Regions from separate parts of the Pan troglodytes genome. Here region 2 is linked to region 1. The links are chromatin contacts, called in public Hi-C maps. All regions are on one chromosome and are shown on one strand. The core of a region is the stretch at or near the end of the contact, and the rest is flanking DNA. Distances in the headings are between cores, read along the strand shown. Region 1 holds the start of BCR (BCR activator of RhoGEF and GTPase). Region 2 has its middle 41 kb from the start of IGLL1.

The links. A called contact is a pair of places that touch in the nucleus more often than the background predicts.
Region 2: a contact with region 1 is called in a Hi-C map of stem cell-derived neural progenitor cells, with 4 times the contacts expected there. The contact joins the enhancer-like site here to the promoter of BCR in region 1. A contact is called at or near these places in 1 of 7 Hi-C or Micro-C datasets (stem cell-derived neural progenitor cells) and 1 of 1 datasets of contacts at active chromatin or transcription factors (stem cell-derived excitatory neurons).

What each region holds. Positions count from the first base shown.
Region 1 is chr23:25,197,320-25,200,305 of NHGRI_mPanTro3-v2.0_pri, forward strand. BCR (BCR activator of RhoGEF and GTPase) reads left to right here and starts at 1,294. Exons shown (of 23, transcript XM_016939532.4): 1 at 1,294-2,986. The coding sequence starts at 1,720.
Region 2 is chr23:25,460,172-25,462,871 of NHGRI_mPanTro3-v2.0_pri, forward strand. No RefSeq gene overlaps it. Among named protein-coding and RNA genes, the nearest start is that of IGLL1, 41 kb to the right of the region's middle. Within about 2 kb of position 1,345, at least 10 of the 24 cell types and tissues checked have an H3K27ac peak or open chromatin away from gene starts, as enhancers often do. A contact at or near this core is called in stem cell-derived excitatory neurons and stem cell-derived neural progenitor cells, where this site is marked.

The sequences.
Region 1 (2,986 bases), core at 44-2,543:
CAACAGCACTTGGAGGTGGATGTGCTTCTCACTTCAAGGAAACTGAGGCAGAGAGGGAGAGGTGGTCAGGACTCAAGCCCAGTAATTCATTTGCCAAATCCTGTTTCCTTTTCCCCCAACCCAGCGGGCTGGTTTGGGTATTTTCATTTTGTGCCCATCAGAGTCCCTGCAGAGTGCTCTCCACTGTGTCTCAGATCTCTGTGTCCCCAGAGAACCATCAAAGATTTTGTTTCACTCCCTGCTCTGGGCTGTTCTGTCTTCCACCCAGCCCTGCGGACCTCAGTGCAGGCTGGCGGCCCCCTTAGAGGGAGGCTAATCAGGGAAGTTCTGAGTCAGGTCGTCCTGGAAAAACTACATTGACCTCTGGAGCTCAAGAGAGGCCAGGGGACAAACACATGGCTCAGCACACAGGAAGGCAGGTGTGGGTATTGAGTGACCTGAGGGAGAAATCCCTATTTATCATCCATCATGTGGTCCTGCTGTGACAAACCCGTGTGGCAGCCACCCACAGCAGATCCACAACGTGAGAGGCCCGCTGAAACAAGGGTGCTGGCATTGGTTACTCAGCCTGGCCCTCCCTGCCTTGCGGGGTGACCTGCCTGGTCCTGGCCTCTCTGTGAGTTGGGCCCTGCTGGGTGGTCCCTAGTGTGCCCAGCCCTGAGGCTGGTGAGAGGCCGGGCTGTGAGGTGTGAGGAACTTACCTGCGTCTCCATGGAAGGTGCCCTCCGCATCGTTGGGCCAGATCTGCCTGGTCTTGCAGACGCCCACGATGGTGGCCTCTGACACGACGACTGGGCAGTGCCGGTGACGCTTATGGCACTGCGGCGTGGTAGGGGCAGAGAGGGGAGGTTGCTTCTGTCGGACGACTGCTGCGAGTTCTGCCAGAGAGAGCAGCTCTTGTCCCGGAACATGAGGTAGGTGGTGGGGCTTGGGGACACGCGGCTGGACTGGCCGGAGAAGTCCTCCTGGCCGGAGGGGAGCCAAGTGTTCCTGTTCCAGGACTGCAGAACTGGCCCAGACCTCTGTATTGGAAAGGTCTTTATGGACCAGGGAGTCCGGTGTCCTTTCTATGGGGAACCCCTGGGCTGCGAGTTGCACAGTCCAATTCGCTGTTGTTAGGGCCTCAGTTTCCCAAAAGGCACAGGGACGGGGGGAGGGTGGCGGCTCGATGGGGGAGCCGCCTCCGGGGGGGCCCCCCCGCCCTGTGCCCACGGCGCGGCCCCTTTAAGAGGCCCGCCTGGCTCCGTCATCCGCGCCGCGGCCACCGCCCCCCGGCCCTCCCCTTCCTGCGGCGCAGAGTGCGGGCCGGGCGGGAATGCGGCGAGAGCCGGCTGGCTGAGCTTAGCGTCCGAGGAGGCGGCGGCGGCGGCAGCGGCGGCGGCGGGGCTGTGGGGCGGTGCGGGAGCGAGAGGCGAGGAGCGCGCGGGCCGTGGCCAGAGTCTGGCGGCGGCCTGGCGGAGCGGAGAGCAGCGCCCGCGCCTCGCTGTGCGGAGGAGCCCCGCACACAATAGCGGCGCGCGCAGCCCGCGCCCTTCCCCCCCGCGCGCCCCGCCCCGCCTCACCTGCCACCAGGGAGTGGGCGGGCATTGTTCGCCGCCGCCGCCGCGCGGGGCCATGGGGGCCGCCCGGCGCCCGGGGCCGGGCCTGGCGAGGCCGCCGCGCCGCCGCTGAGACGGGCCCCGCGCGCAGCCCGGCGGCGCAGGTGAGGCCGGCCGCGCCATGGTGGACCCGGTGGGCTTCGCGGAGGCGTGGAAGGCGCAGTTCCCGGACTCAGAGCCGCCGCGCATGGAGCTGCGCTCAGTGGGCGACATCGAGCAGGAGCTGGAGCGCTGCAAGGCCTCCATTCGGCGCCTGGAGCAGGAGGTGAACCAGGAGCGCTTCCGCATGATCTACCTGCAGACGTTGCTGGCCAAGGAAAAGAAGAGCTATGACCGGCAGCGATGGGGCTTCCGGCGCGCGGCGCAGGCCCCCGACGGCGCCTCCGAGCCCCGAGGGTCCGCGTCGCGCCCGCAGCCAGCGCCCGCCGACGGAGCCGACCCGCCGCCCGCCGAGGAGCCCGAGGCCCGGCCCGACGGCGAGGGTTCTCCGGGTAAGGCCAGGCCCGGGACCGCCCGCAGGCCCGGGGCAGCCGCGTCGGGGGAACGGGACGACCGGGGACCCCCCGCCAGCGTGGCGGCGCTCAGGTCCAACTTCGAGCGGATCCGCAAGGGCCATGGCCAGCCCGGGGCGGACGCCGAGAAGCCCTTCTACGTGAACGTCGAGTTTCACCACGAGCGCGGCCTGGTGAAGGTCAACGACAAAGAGGTGTCGGACCGCATCAGCTCTCTGGGCAGCCAGGCCATGCAGATGGAGCGCAAAAAGTCCCAGCACGGCGCGGGCTCGAGCGTGGGGGATGCATCCAGGCCCCCTTACCGGGGACGCACCTCGGAGAGCAGCTGCGGCGTCGACGGCGACTACGAGGACGCCGAGTTGAACCCCCGCTTCCTGAAGGACAACCTGATCGACGCCAATGGCGGTAGCAGGCCCCCTTGGCCGCCCCTGGAGTACCAGCCCTACCAGAGCATCTACGTCGGGGGCATGATGGAAGGGGAGGGCAAGGGCCCGCTCCTGCGCAGCCAGAGCACCTCTGAGCAGGAGAAGCGCCTTACCTGGCCCCGCAGGTCCTACTCCCCCCGGAGTTTTGAGGATTGCGGAGGCGGCTATACCCCGGACTGCAGCTCCAATGAGAACCTCACCTCCAGCGAGGAGGACTTCTCCTCTGGCCAGTCCAGCCGCGTGTCCCCAAGCCCCACCACCTACCGCATGTTCCGGGACAAGAGCCGTTCTCCCTCGCAGAACTCGCAACAGTCCTTCGACAGCAGCAGTCCCCCCACGCCGCAGTGCCATAAGCGGCACCGGCACTGCCCGGTTGTCGTGTCCGAGGCCACCATCGTGGGCGTCCGCAAGACCGGGCAGATCTGGCCCAACGATGGCGAGGGCGCCTTCC
Region 2 (2,700 bases), core at 95-2,594, 260 kb after region 1:
GGAGGAGGGAAGCTGAGTCCAGACCGCAGCAGGGGGCCCAGAGAGTGGGGCAGACAGAGGGTCTTGGATGGGATGAGGAGGACAAAGCCAGCACGTGGTGTGGGGCACAGGCAGCACCTTCTCCACCAGCCATCCTGAGTCAGCCCCACAGAAAAGCCCGGGGGTCAGGAGCAGGTGGGGAAGCAAAGCGGGGCGGGGGCTCCCTCACTCCCAGCCCCATCCTGACCTGGGGAGAGGACAGGCATGAGACCAGCCCCGGAAAGAGATGGTGGAGTCCCCCAAGGCTGCAAGTTTCTCACACTTAGCCCCAAACACCTTTTCTCTGCACCAGCTGGGGCTGTGTGACCTTGGGCAGAGGACGCTGCCTCTCTGGGTCTCTGAGCCCCGGGAAGGTATCAAGCCTGGTGCCTGCGTGAAGGCTCAGCGAGGTGAGACCTGGGTCCTGTTCAGGTGGGTCTGCTGGCAGCGCCCGAGGCGCTGGGCAGGTGCCTCCTTTATCACCAGGGAGAGTGAAATAGGGCCCGAGGTACGTAGTTGCTGTGACCTGAGCAGAGAGATGTGCAAACAGTAAAGTGCTGAGGACAACAGGTTGCTTATTTTAAGTGATATTCACAAAGATCAATTCAGGTTCATGCCAGATGGGGGAAGAGGGAGGGAGGTGCGTTGAGAAGAAATCTCTGAAGACCCAGGCTGGAGAGGCAGAGACAGCCTGGGGAAGGAGCAGGGCTGTGCTGGCCCCCTCCCAGGCCGCATGGAGGTCCCACCAGAGCCAGGCTGGACCCCTGGGAGTCCCAGAAAGCCATGAGCATCAGGGTGGGCCCTGCAGAAGGTTTGGCTTGGAGACGTGGGCTCCAGGAACCCCCTCAGCCCCAGAATCCCCTCACAATGCCCCCACCTGATTCCCCCCACCCTGTTGTCCAGGGGGAGGCTGCTGAGGGCAGAGAAAAATAGGGGATGGGGGAGAGAAGCTGGGGTCCCCACATTCCAACTGTGGGTTTTTTTCCATTCCCTAAAAGCAGGCAGAACGGTGTCAGGAGAGGAGAGAAAAAGGGGAGGGAGAAAAGGAAGAGGTGGAAAAAGGAAGGCAGGGAAGGAGAGGAACAAATGGAGAAGGATTGGAACCTTGAGAGAGGCTGCCCAAGGAAAGGGCTAAATGAGAAGAGAAGGGAGGGGAAGGCAGTGAGAGGCTCCCTGTCTTCCAGAGACAAAGGCCGAGGAGGAGGGAGAGGAGGGGGAGCAGGTGAGGGAGGCAGCGGCAGGAAGGGGAGGCCAGACAGCGGCAGGCCTAGACACAGAGCTGGGGCCCCAGACCCAGGCAGGCGAGAGACCAGCCCCCATCCAGCCGAGGCCCCAGCGGCGGAAGAGGGGAGTGCACTACAAACTTAAGAGGGAAAAGTCTGCCAGCTGCCCTTGGGGCTGCCATGGCAGAAAAAACCTCATCCAGGTGTCAGAGAGTAGCCTGCACACGAATGCACAGCAGTGAGCTAAAAATACTGGCTTGAGAGGGAAGAGAGCGAAGGAGGGAGGATGGGGAGGGAGGGTGCAGGAAAGAAGAGGAGGAGAGTTGGGGGGGAGTTGAGGAGCAGGACTGCAGGTCCAGGCTCAGGTAGCCTCAGTATTGCAGAGGCGCCGATACAGAGAGATGACTGCTTTGGGAGCTGCAAACCACTGGGCCCCGTGACCCCACTCATGGATAGGGGCAAGGTGGGGAGGAAAGAACTGGAGAGAGAAAAGGGGAGAGGGAGAGAGAACCTCAGAAACAGGGAGATCTCGAAAGCAGAGCTGTGAAGGGCAGGGCTGGGGAGGAGGGCTCGGAGATGAGGGAGGGAAGGTGGGAGGGAGAGGAGAGAGGGAGGGAAGGAGAGAAGGACGGAAAGAGGGAGATAAGGAGGGGGAGGGACAAGGGAGGGAAGGGCAGGAAGAGGGCAGGACAGGGAGGAGGAAGGGAGGGAGGAAGGGCAGGAGAAAGGGGGGTGGGGGAGGGGTGGAAAAGTGTCCCTGGGGCTCTGAGGCACAGACCACCAAGGGACTCAGCACCTAAGCTGGTCTCCTCCCACCCCTTGCCCCCTCCCACCCCCTTGCTCCACTACTGGATCCTGGGGAGTCTGGCAGGGGCTGTCAGGGTTGAGCAGTGGGCTCCCCTTCCAGGCCTGCTCCAGACAGCAGCCCCCACCCTCCCTTTGTTCAGCTCACTGGAAGGGTGGGCCTAGGCTGGGGCCTGGCTCCTTGGAGAAGACCCACCAGTGATCTAGCAGGGCCCAGAGCCAGGGCTGGGCCTGGACATTCCAAGTCAATTCAGGACTCAGAGCACCCCAGAGGGGAAGGGACCTGGGTTGTCCCCTGGAGTCACCAGCATCTGCGGCGAAACTCCCCCCGCCCCCACTGGTCTGCCCTGGATCCTAAGGGTAGAGGGACAGCGTGGCGGGAAGTAGCCCACTCCACCTGGGCAGGAACAAACCCACAGCCACCCGAGGAAGAGAGAATGCTGGCAGGATAGTCATGGAGCGGGGGCTCAGGAAGGCCTCTTTGAGGAGACAGTCTTAACACCTGAGAGCTGAGAAGAATTCAGCCTCACAAAACCCAGAGACGTGGCCCTCAAGAGGGAGATGGGGCTGGGAGACATGGTGGAGTGGCCAGGCTGGGAGTAGCTGCAGGGTTGGAGCCCGGGCCCAGCAGGTCTGGCAGGTCACCCCAGGGGTC